2 separate regions of the Mus musculus genome follow, and region 2 is linked to region 1. The links are chromatin contacts, called in public HiChIP or PLAC-seq maps. All regions are on one chromosome and are shown on one strand. Each heading gives the region's core, a stretch centred on a gene start, on an enhancer-like site or on the middle of the called end of the contact. The rest is flanking DNA. Distances are from core to core; before and after follow the strand shown. Region 1 overlaps Tgfbr3 (transforming growth factor, beta receptor III). Region 2 overlaps Brdt (bromodomain, testis-specific).

Evidence for each region. HiChIP or PLAC-seq counts read pairs in DNA pulled down with a chosen protein or histone mark.
Region 2: a contact with region 1 is called in an H3K27ac HiChIP or PLAC-seq map of regulatory T cell precursor, with 4 times the contacts expected there. The contact joins two enhancer-like sites. A contact is called at or near these places in 1 of 115 datasets of contacts at active chromatin or transcription factors (regulatory T cell precursor) and 1 of 9 other capture datasets (adipose tissue).

The regions. Positions count from the first base shown.
Region 1 is chr5:107,145,869-107,151,897 of GRCm38.p6, forward strand. Tgfbr3 (transforming growth factor, beta receptor III) reads right to left here. Exons shown (of 17, transcript NM_011578.4): 6 at 3,922-4,090; 7 at 2,158-2,305. Among named protein-coding and RNA genes, the nearest start is that of Gm42146, 54 kb to the left of the region's middle. Within about 2 kb of position 2,468, at least 54 of the 459 cell types and tissues checked have an H3K27ac peak or open chromatin away from gene starts, as enhancers often do. A contact at or near this core is called in regulatory T cell precursor, where this site is marked.
Region 2 is chr5:107,350,302-107,356,330 of GRCm38.p6, forward strand. Brdt (bromodomain, testis-specific) reads left to right here. Exons shown (of 19, transcript NM_054054.2): 7 at 1-125. Among named protein-coding and RNA genes, the nearest start is that of Brdt, 22 kb to the left of the region's middle. Within about 2 kb of position 2,605, at least 11 of the 459 cell types and tissues checked have an H3K27ac peak or open chromatin away from gene starts, as enhancers often do. A contact at or near this core is called in regulatory T cell precursor, where this site is marked.

The DNA of each region.
Region 1 (6,029 bases), core at 1,218-3,717:
AGTCCTTTACTCTTCACATGTAACCATATTGTCTGTAAAGGGAAGACCATTTCTCTCTTCCTAAGCTGCAACCTAAACTTTTGTCTTAGCATGTACCTGTTCCTCATAGCACAGCTCACATCTGGGACAGGGAGTTAGAAGTCAAAGAGCCTGAAACTGACTGGGGAATAAAAGATCATCATGAAACATTACCTAATTGTTTAGCAATGTTGTCATGTATTGTCCAGGACTGGCCTGGAACAGGAGTGCAGCCAGAGAGAGGAATATAAACAGATCTTGTTTGGGATGATGGCCGATCTTATTCCTCGTCTTTCTTAGTCTCTCTGATTCCTCTGACAGACAGGGACATTCAAGCAAAGCCCAGGACCACTGTGGTCCAGGCACGTGCATGCAGGGACAGCAGAGCCGCCAGTCAGAGCTAAGTACATACAAACTCCAGCAGGGAGTTAAAGTGCACCGCATGTTTTCTGCCTTTCAAGGCATGATTCCCTTTCCTGTTTTTGTTATTCTGAAACTAAAAACAGTTGGCCGGCGTGCCAGGCAGCAAAGGCAGCAGACACTCCAGGTCGCCACCACCCCTTACGCCATGCCAAGGGAAGGCAATCAAAATATCTGTGACCTTGGAAAATCACGGCAAGGCTTTGCACTCAGTACCAGCCTCATGCATCACTACTACATTTGATGGATTATTTGGACTGTTTCAAAGTCGAAGTAAATTAATAATAATAATAATATAAAAATCCCTAGGAACAAGGAAAAAGCATTTTAAATTAAGATGTGCTCCTGGCTTTGTCTGCTCCTCTGGGAGCTCACCTAAGTGACTGGACTTGTAGGGAACTGTTGGTTTTGCTCACTGCTGATCACATGGAAGGTGCTGTGAGCAAAAGGACAGAGATCACATGGAAGGTGCAGTGGGCAGAGGAATGCTGAACCAACACAACTCGACTCTCCTAAATTCCAAACATCTACAATCCATTTTAGCTGTTAACAAAGATGGTCAATTAACACACATTAAAAATTTGACTCTTACAAAAGAGATGCCAAGGAGATCTCTCTCTCTCTCTCTCTCTCTCTCTCTCACACACACACACACACACACACACCACACTTTGCTCCAATATTATGCCAAATCGGGTTGTTTTTTCCCCCTAATTATATCTGAGATGAGCTTGGTTTTACCAAACTTTCATCAACTTTTCAACATGAACCTTTGCCTTAGCCTGTCAGCCTGCAAGGCCCCTCACAGAAGCTTTGGGAAGCTATGTTAGAGGTAAGCTGGTTACCATGAAAGGATCATGTGTAGTGCATATACATGTGTGTGAGCAGGGTGCACATATGTGTTTGTGGAGGTGGGAAGTCAACATCAGGTGTTTTCTTGAATCTTTATCTGCTTCTCTCACTGAACCAGGAGCTCACCAAGCCAGCTAGGCTGAATGGACAGCAACTGAGCTCACAGGGTTCTTTTGTCTTCCACACTCCAGCCCTGGGATTACAGCTTGCAGGATAAAGTCATTTACTGAGTGAGTACCAACCCCCATCCCATCCCATCCCATCCCATCCCATCCCATCCCATCCCATCCCATGCCACCCTCACTCCCCACCCCCTCCATATACACACAGAGCCCAGAGTTACTTTTCTGTCAGAGTATTACTCCTGGAAGTTGGATGCAAGCCAGATTCACCCAACATCACATATTTATCTCAACAGGGAAGTCTACAGCATGGGCTGGGGTCAGCTTGGTTTTCCTTCCTCCCTATGCACCTGGTTCCAGACTGTGACACTGACCCCCTAAAGAATATGCAGACATGAAAATGTTCATTGCTTCATGTTTACTAAGACTAGAAAGTACACTAACTCATGTCAGAACTTTCATAATGAGGTAACTGGAGTTCAGAGAGCTTTAAGAACTTGTCCAAGGCCATAATTTTTAAGTAATAGAGCCAAGACTCAAACCCAAGTCCACAATGTTCCCTAGGGCCATGTTTTAGCCATGACATTGACTGTCCAGCAGAAGAAACCAAGTATAGGCTGCAGAGTGAAAACTAACAGAGAGCTTAGAAAGTTCAAAGAGGCAGAACCTTTGCAAAAATAACACACACAACCACAGTTTAAGTTATTGCTGTTTAACAAGACCAAGAAATGAGCAACCAACTTACAATAACTTTCAAGTTTCCCTTGACGTCAAAAGACTTGATCACCCAGTTGACAGATTTTTTGCACTTCAAGATCAGGACGAGGTTTTTGACCACCTCAGGATCCTCTCGAGCAGGTCGTATGTCAATTATTATATCCACCTGGAAGGTGCTGTGTGTGAAAACCAAAGGCAAAGTCAAGACCGGAGCCAGAAGGCTGCCACTGCTCCAAGCCTCGTGTTTCCAGTGTCTGGCCAGTTGATTAAAATGCTGGCGTGGATCCCAGGCAAATGACATGTGCAAAACAGATTGCTGTTGCACGCTGAACAAAACGGGTTTACATAACAATAGGATCGCAGGCCTGATGCTAATTAGCTGTGTTTCTCCTCTAGAGAGGGGGAGGGAGGAAGGCTCCTCAATGCTTCCTCAGTTAAAGGGATTTGAACACCAAGGGAGTTTCCTTCTGAAGCAGAATTGTCTGTGTTCAAGGTTCTGTGCCTTCGCCCTTTGTTGTGGAACTTCTAAGTCCCTATATGCTGAAGCCCTTCAAAGCCTGATGTGGGTGGCTGAGGCTGGAGGAGGGAAGGGGTAGGAGGCATGCTAGCACATGCTCCAGGAAATGTCAGAATAAATAAAAGGCCAAAGGCCTCTTGACTTACGTAAGTTTTGATTACGGCATCAGTAACAGTTAAATAATCATATCTGCACTTACTTTCCCAAGCTTCTGTATATAAAGTTATTTAAATTAGTGGTCAAGCAAGCAATTGATACAAAATTGATGAGCACAATACAAACTTCTAAGAACTGAGCATGAGAGAAAATGGTTTTTACTAAATGAACGCTTTACTAAACGTTCCGAATTTGAGGGAAGGGTCTGTCGTGGTTTCAAGTGTGAGACACAATGATCAGAAAGCCTGGCTGAAGGTCTGCGCACTCTCCAGGTCCCTCCACAGAGTTCTGTACATGGCATGGAACAGATTCTCACCCAAACGATCTGTGGTCTATTCAATTTTGAAATGAAAACTCTATTACACGTCTCATTTCAAAAATCTCTCTACAGAAAAACTGGTAAAGTTTGAGTCACTGGCCCATATGAAATACAGGTCAGGGTAGAAAATTATTATTTTTCCCCTCCTTAAAAACAACAACAAAATCTAATTATTTTCATAGGGAGAATCAAACTTCCACAAGTGTCAGATTGTGATATCTATTTAATGGATCCTTGATTCATACCATGAAGATGCAGTACACACGCACATAGACATAGACACAGACACACACAGACACATAGACACACAGACACACAGACACACGGTGCATACGTACTCTGAGGATATTATACATATAACCGAATCAAAAGAGGCATATTAAAATGGTAACTGTGGTAGATAATAAGGCTACTCTGTAACTCTAATTACATCACTGTTTCAACAGTGATGATGTCCGTCAAAGGAGATAGCAAAGGAGAACCATTATCTTAAAAATTAAACCCAGAAGTTAAGAAGGGGCTTCAAGAACTCTCTGGCATATATATCTTTACAACCAGGTGATAATGCAAACCACGTCACCATGCTGAGTGCCGTCCTCCTCTTCTGTGATCCACGCCTGCCTGAAGCATGGCTGCTTCCCTCTCTCCAAATAAAGTGAGCTGCTCCCCGCTCTCACCCTCATATCAGGGGAGAACAGATCTTTACTTTCATCTCTTCTCAGGTTATAACACACACATACGCACACACACATGTACATACATGCAGACATGGGTGCACTTGAGTGCACAGGCGTGCTCACCTGTAAGGATTGGAGTTGGGGGAGATTAACTCAATGATATGCACTTCCTTCTCGTGGGGCTGACTGGCCAGGACACAACCTTCGGCGGCTTTGGGTTGAAGGTACTCCGCAAGGTAATTGAGCGAGAGAAAATTTTTCCCTATGTTACACGTGGGAGGGAACACTTGATCTGAAAGTAAAGACAGGGCACTGGGGTCAAATCGGGGAGTTTATGGGACCAGGAGGGAAGGAAAGAGGTGGTAGTGTGACCGAGGCTAAGTCTGAACCAGAAGCCACGAGCCCAAAGGGTCCTCATCTGTGGCCTCGGCTACTGCTCAGCCATGCCTTCTACCTTGGCTACCAGGGGCCTTCTGCTGGCCAGTGCTAGTGGCTTCTTCTTTGCCTACACCCACTCCTTTCTTGCCCCTGTTCATCTCCTCTGACCCCTGCTGTGTCCTACTCTTTTTCACTAGAGTGGTCCTCTGTCTTTGATCCAGGACAGAACCACCTCTTAGGACTCTGTCCCTCAGAATCTGATTCAGGGGATCATGTGGGACACGGACATCTTTCCTTTCTGAGGCTCTGTAGTTAATGTCAGCCAAGCCCAAGACTCCCAGCCCTGAGCTGGGGAGTGTAGATCCGTTGGTAACATGTTTGCCTAGCGTGCAATATGCCCTGGGGTCCATATTCAGTATCGTGTAAAAGGTTCTGCAGCGTACACCTGTAATCTCAGCACTCAGGAGGTGGAAGCGAGGAAAATTAGAAATTTACAAGCATCCTTAGCTACATAGCAAGTCTGAGGGCAGCCTGGACTACAGACCTTATCTCAAAAAACAAAACAGCAACAAAGATATACAGCTATGAGAAAAAAAAATGACATCATGGCATATACAGGGAAATGTATGCAGCTGGAAACCTATGTTAGGCTAAATAATCAAGACTCAGAATCTCAATCCTCCCTTTGTCTATTTTCTATAGATAACCTCACTCACTCCTGTGCGCCTAGACCACAGCTCCTCCCCTGGGCTGCAGACTTAAGACTGTCATCTGTCTACCAGAAGGTCCCGACCTAGCCAGTATTTTCATGAGCACTGGCAACATTGAATCCATTTTTAATCCTATAGGCTTCTCCTTGGGCACTTGCAGCTTTGATACAAGTAGCTATTGGTTCTCTGGCCCGCAGATCTTTTTCCCACTTTCACGGTGCTTTTATAAATACCACTGCCTGAGGACTGCTCACCACTTCCACAAGGGAAAAGATATCCCAGCCCCAAGACTCTGAAGACACTCCCCCGTGACACATGCTGTTTACAGAGCACTACACCTGATGGGATTTCCATCTTGTGGCTTAAATGTTTAAGCAGAACCCGAGTGAAGTTGCTGGCACAGTGACAACTGGGACCGGTGTCCAGGAAGTTTTAGGGGAAGCCAGATTTTCAGAAGGGGAATGAACCAGACCTGGCATTTTGGTGAGACAGGCTTGTGTCTTTTAAATTTTAACGACGGGGTGCTGGGGGTTCACCTCCACATGGAAGCCTCACCTAAAAACAGGGGATGAGCTTTTAAGATTCTAAGGCTGGGCTGACACTGCCCTCCCCAACCCTGCACAACTCACACTCTGGCACCGCAGCTCCAACCACTGCAATATCCCCAGAGCACCTCAGAGCAGGCGGCACTACAGTAGTTAATATGGCCCCTGCTTGTGTGATTGCTGCAAGAGAGCATTGGCTCAAGCACCCTGCATTCTTTTTTGCAAACCTCCTCCAAGGAAACAGCCCACAGCTTAACAATTCAGGCTTTGGAGCGGCCCTCCTCCACATCTGCTAAGGGCTTTTCCAGATGTGCAGATGAAGAATGTGTACTTCACAGCTGCAGCCCTGTGATGCCTCCCCCAACCCCCACCCAGTTCACAAGACAGAAAATGATATCAGGCTGCAGGGCTGAAATCTAATTGAGAATCAGGAGATGTATATGGGCCAGAAGACTCAAGAGACTAGGACCCTCCTGGGACTGTGGCTTGCAGTTCCTACCCAGGTGCACCCAGCATGCAGCTGGCACATAATAGACACACCGTATAGGCTTCTTGAGTCCACTAACGACGATGTAAAATTTGAGACAAATAGACAAAG
Region 2 (6,029 bases), core at 1,355-3,854, 200 kb after region 1:
AAATGCTTGCCAAGAAACATTTGCCGTATGCATGGCCCTTCTATAATCCTGTGGATGCTGATGCTTTGGGACTCCACAACTACTATGACGTTGTCAAAAATCCCATGGATCTCGGAACGATCAAGGTAAATACTGCCTGAGTGGGAAGAGCTTTCTTTTCTTGTCTTGATTGTAAAAGTATTTCATCATTGCAAAGAAATTGATCTAATGTCCAGGAAATTGTGAAGAAAATTACATCACCAGAATACTAACACCTGAAGAGGACCGTTGGGACGTTTTAAATACATCTTGTTGTTTTTCCTGTAACATATCCATCTTACAGGCTAGTGGAGATTGAACCAGGGTCCTCAGTCTTACACAGCATCTCCTCGGCCCTGGCTCTCTTAAAGCACAGTTTTGTTTCATTATTTTTATCAATATAGTAAAGTTTGTTAACATGCTACTAAACTTTGTGTTTGCCCTCATTTCTTTTATTCTGCTGTCTCCCTCTAAGCTTATTCTGTTAGTTAAAATTCAAAAGCAGTGGTCATTTTTATGGATTTATAGATAGTAAACTCAGTTTATATATAGAAGTATCTTAAATGATTCTTAAAGTGAATATAGGATTCAAAAAAACAGTCATTTTCTGTCAACACTTGGATGACGTTCCAGCCTCTATTTGCTGTCAAGCAACTTGTCATTCCTTTGTACCATAATTTGTCTTCCTCTCTCTAGCTCAGTATTTGATTTATATCCATCTTGTACTGGAAGTTAACCCTTTCAGTCTGAGGATCTATGTCCTAAGTTTTTAATTGTTATATCTTAAATAGTACTGTTTTATTTCTTGATACATGCAAACTCAGACCCAAAGGTTAAAGAGTAGTATCAGGCCAGGCAGTGATGGTGCCTTCAATCCCAACACGTGGAAGGCAGAGGCAGGCAGGTCTCTTGAATTTGCAGCCAGCCTGGTCTACAGAGCGACTTCCAGGATAGCCAGGACTACACACACACACACACACACACACACACACAGAGAGAGAGAGAGAGAGAGAGAGAGAGAGAGAGAGAGAGAGAGAGAAACAGACTATGATCTGAAATAGCCATATGTTAAGAGGTAAATAAGAGTCTGTAGTTACTGTATATATATTTCAAGAAGAGAAAGTAACTTGTGGAATAGCCATGAGGTAAAGAAAACAATTCAGAACAGTATCTTAGTATTTAGAACCTAGGAAGGATGTGAGGGAAACCCAGAGGAAGGTAAGATGGGAAGGAGGTCACGTCTGAATAAAGCTGCTGCAGAGAAGCATGAGCGTCTCAGCCTTAACTGAGGATTTGTGGTGTTTTGTCTGGGAGCTGGGTACACACCAGTTACAAAGCTGTTAGATGGTTCCTGAAACAGGAAGATGTCGACTATAATTCAGCTCTGAAATCATTCTTAATTGCCATTGATGTAGCTGGTAGAAATTACATTCTTGAGACAGATTGATGCCTCAGTGCTTAAAAGCATGGCCTGCTCTTACAGGGGACCTGGGTTCAGTTCCCAGCATCCACACAGTGGCTTACAGCTGTCTTTCCTGGAAAGTTTCAAAAGACCCATCCCCTTGTCTGGCCTCTTTGGATACAGGCATAGGCATGCACGTGGTACACCAACATACATGCAAGGAAGATCTCTCTAAGATAGATAGATAGATAGATAGATAGATAGATATACATATAGATATAGATACAGATATAGATATATCAAAAGAAAAGAAAACTAACCAGTCATGGTAGTGCACCTTCAGTTGTAGCACTCAGGAGGCAAACACAGGGTGTATCTCTGAGTTCAAGGCCATCCTGGTCTACACAGTAAATTCCATAGAAGTCCTGTTTCAAATAAAAACAAAACAAAATGATGGCTCCATCCTGCATCATCTTAGTTTTGCATTTCTGCCCCAGCCTGGCGCATGATCCCCTGGCTCATGATCCATGGCTGGTGAATGCTGGGGTCACTGGTGGATGCTGGCTGGGATCACTGACCTTGCATTTGTTTAAAGTGAGCCTCCTGTAATTCACCTGCTGTTGGTCTGTGGATTGTAACTCACACCCCTGTTACCCTTATGCTTTTAAAATCTTTTCATTACTTTCTTACTGTAGAATTTCCATGTCAAGACAGTCTGAAAACACTTTCCTGTCTATTTTTCCCACAGTGCCTCCTTCAATCTCTTTACGTGTAAATGCTCATTGATTTCTTTTGTAAGTGTAAAATTTGATAAATATAGAACAATGTTTGATATTTGTTTTAAAAAGATATACATAGTGATCTCCCTCCCTCCCTCCCTCCCCCTCCCTTCCCCCTCCCTCCCATTTACTTGCTTCTGGTTAGCACACAAAGAAGTGGGTTCCTGTGACTCTCTTTCCTTTCTTTCCCTTTGTTCATTTGTTGGTTGAGACCTTGTCTCACACAGCCCAGGCTGGCCTCACACTTCCTGTGTACCTGAGGATGCCCTTTACTCCTGATCTTCCTGCTTGCACCTCCCCAGAGCTAGGCTCACAGGCATGCACATCATGCTGGCCATGATGTTTCCATACATATACATCACTACACTTTGTTCTTGTCTGCCACCCCCATGACTCCTGCTGCTTGGCTCACCCCCTTTATATCCCCATAAATAGGGCCCTCTTTCCTTTCGCAACATATGTTCTATTGCCTTCTGTTGTTCCCTTTCTGCATCCTCTCTTTACTGCTCTTTCTACTTTCATACTGTACATATATCTTTACATATATGTACATACTGCATATGTATATACATATATGTGCAAAAATTTAAATCTAGATTCCACATATAAGAGAAAACATATTTGTCTTTTCAAGTCTGTCTTATTTCAGTTCTCTGTTTCCTTCCTCTTCAGAGCTGAATAAAATTCCCTGTGTGTGCACCACATTTTCATTAGTCATCTGCTGATGAGCCTCTCGGCTGTTTTACATCATGTCTGTCATGCACAGAAATAGCAGTGATCATGAACGTGCAGGTGTCTTTGCTATGCTGATTGAGAGCCCTTTGTGGACTTACATGCTGGACCATGTGTGGCAGTTCTCTTTTGCATCTTTTTTAAAAAATTTATTTATTATATGTAAGTACACTGTAGCTGTCTTCAGACACTCCAGAAGAGGGCTCCAGATCTCATTACAGATGGTTGTGAGCCACCATGTGGTTGCTGGGATTTAAACTCAGGACTTTCAGAAGAGCAGTTGGTGCTCTTAACCACTGAGCCATCTCATCAGTCCCTCTCTTTTGCATCTTTAAAGGACACTCCATACTGATTTCCAGAGAGCCTATACAGATTTGCATTCTGACCAGCAATGTGTAAGAGTATCTTTCCTGTGTCTTCCCCAGTATGTGCTGTTTTCCCCCCTCTTGATATTAGCCACTCTGACTGCAGTAAAATAGAAAATCAATGTCGTTTTTATTTTTACTTCCTAAGATAGATAAGGATATTGAACACTTTTAACTATCTATTGGCTGTTTGTTTTTCTTCCTTTAAGAACTGCCTATTAAATTCACTAGTGTCTCTATTTTAAATGATGGGTTTTGTTTTGTATGTGTATACATATGTGGCAAGACTATATAGTTTCTAGCACTAATCCTCTTCTTGTTGTCTAGTGTACGGTTGGCCAAGACTTTTCCTCCATTCCATAGGCTATCTCTTTATTCTGCTGATGGTTTCTTTTTGCTACATAGAGCTTTTTAATACTACACAATACAACTTATCAATTCTTGTTTTTCATTTACTGAGCTGTTGGAATACTTTTATCAGAATGCTTTGTATGGTTGTTTTGAAGTGGGATTTCACACACACACACACACACACACACACACACACACACACACACAGGATTTCCTTCTGCATTACCGATGTGCTAGAAAAGCAGCTGCTTTCTTATGCTGCTTCTGTGTACCGCTGCTTTGCTTGCAGGTGTTTGTCAGCCTTGAAGGTTTTCTAATGGAGTCTTCAGGGTTTTCTAAGTACAGAGTCATGTAATCTACAAGCAGGGAAACCTGACCCTCCCTTCCCTGTGCCTGCCGTCTTTCTTATTTCTCCCTGTGTTCTTACAGCTGTAGCTAGATTGACTAGGAGTGAAGAGAATGGGTTCCCTGGTCTCATTCCTGATTTTAATGGAAATTAATTTGTTCCCCATGTCGCATAAAGCTGGTTGTAGATTTGTTGTATATGCATCTTAAGTCTCTTTATTCTTAGTTCAGAAATTTGCCAAGGACATTGGGCTCTTCTGTCTGACCTTTCTCCATCTCTTAAGATGATGGTATGGACTCATCCTCTTTGCTTTTCCTGGGTTGCTGGCCATCCTCTCCTGGTCTGTGGCCCACTTCTGTCCCTTGTTCCCCTGGTTTTAAATCTCCCGTAAGGTCACTGATCATTTTTACCAGTAAATGTTTGAAATCTTCATACGATGTTTTACTCCGTCCCCTGTCTTTGAATTCAGTGGCTAAGGAGCATTACACTCTTTTGTAAGTTTCCTTGCTTTCTCGTGGTTTTGGGAGAGTGTGGGTTTCTGTGTGTTGTGTTGTGTACATCTGTTTGTGTACATCTCTCCCGGTTTAATTTGTTTGTTTGTTTTCTTAGTGAATAGTTTGCTCTTTAGGGCTCAATTCCATTCACTGAACACCACTAAAACAGGAGAAAACAACTTTTAAACACGAGATATAGAAGTACAGTGAAAACTGGTTAAAGGTCACTAATATACCATTCATAGTCGGAAAACAAAAAATGGCAGAGTGCCAACGTTTAAAATGATGTTTAAATGTGAAACCAGCTAATGAATGAAGCTGTGGCAGGGAGTAGAGAAAGATGAAAAATAGAAGCATGGATAACAGAAGAGAAACAAGAAAGAAGAATTTTCTGAAGGAGAAAAATACATTAGTGGGAAAATAAAGATGGAAAATTACTCAATAACAAGAAAATGTAAAAAGTTATATAATGTGAGGAGATCAGAAAATGAGAACATCATTGGGATGTTTTTGTATAGAAATCAGTTGAGATCAGTCCTATTGGAAGCATAATAGGAAAACATCAAAAGGGAGACTAAGAGGAAACAAAAACAGATTATATGAAAATAAATTTTTAAAACGAAAACTTTTCTTAAGTATTGAAGAAATCATAGGCATAGAGGGGTGGTCAGCAGGTACACTTGCAGTCAGGCCTGACAACCTGAATTTGGCCTCTAGAACCCATGTTGGAGAAGGAGAGAGCTCACTTCTATGGCTGTCCTCTGATCTCCTTAAGAGATTCATTGCAGACACATACACATGCACAGGTCGGGGAGGGGCAGAGCAAGAAGACAAAGTTTTGACTTCTTTGAGGACTCTTCAAAATTGGAGAGGTAACACAGGTCAGCTGACTTGATGCTAGACTTGTGTCTCCTGCATCAGGGCTGTCTCCACTTTAACTTGGTCCTGCAGCTGTATATCAGGGGTCTGTGCTGCCAAGCTGAACACTGTAGCCTGTGGACTGAGCAGGTTCTCCTGCTCTCTGGAAGATCCCTAGTTTCTGCCCCCTGGGGCAGCTAATGTTCTGGCCAAAGAGTTTCTTCCATGTAGAATGGGAGAAGGCAAAGCAAGCACAGTGCTGAAATCTGCAAGTGCAGCCCTGCCTTCAGTTTCCAAGTCCACAAGCATTAGTCACTGCTGGGGGAGGGGATGCAGCTGCAGAGTTCTTGGGCCAGATGCATGAGCAGATGGGGGGGGGGGGGGACGTTCTACCCATTGAGCTCAGGCTTGTGGTGTTGGCTCCAGTTAGTAGGTGATGAGGTGTCTCCAGGCCCCTAGGCAAGACTCCTGTCACTTACACCTTTGGTTTGTCAGGATCTCACCCATCTGCTTCCTAGACTTATCCCTCACATTGGGTCTGTGACAGATCTAATTCAAGCTCAAATGGGACCTAGTCCACAGCCCTCTGAGCCAGATCTCTCTCCCTCTGCCAACCCCTCCTGTCTAAAAGGTCACTGTCTCAGTAAAAACCACAGCTGGATTTGAGGCTTGTGAGAACTGTGG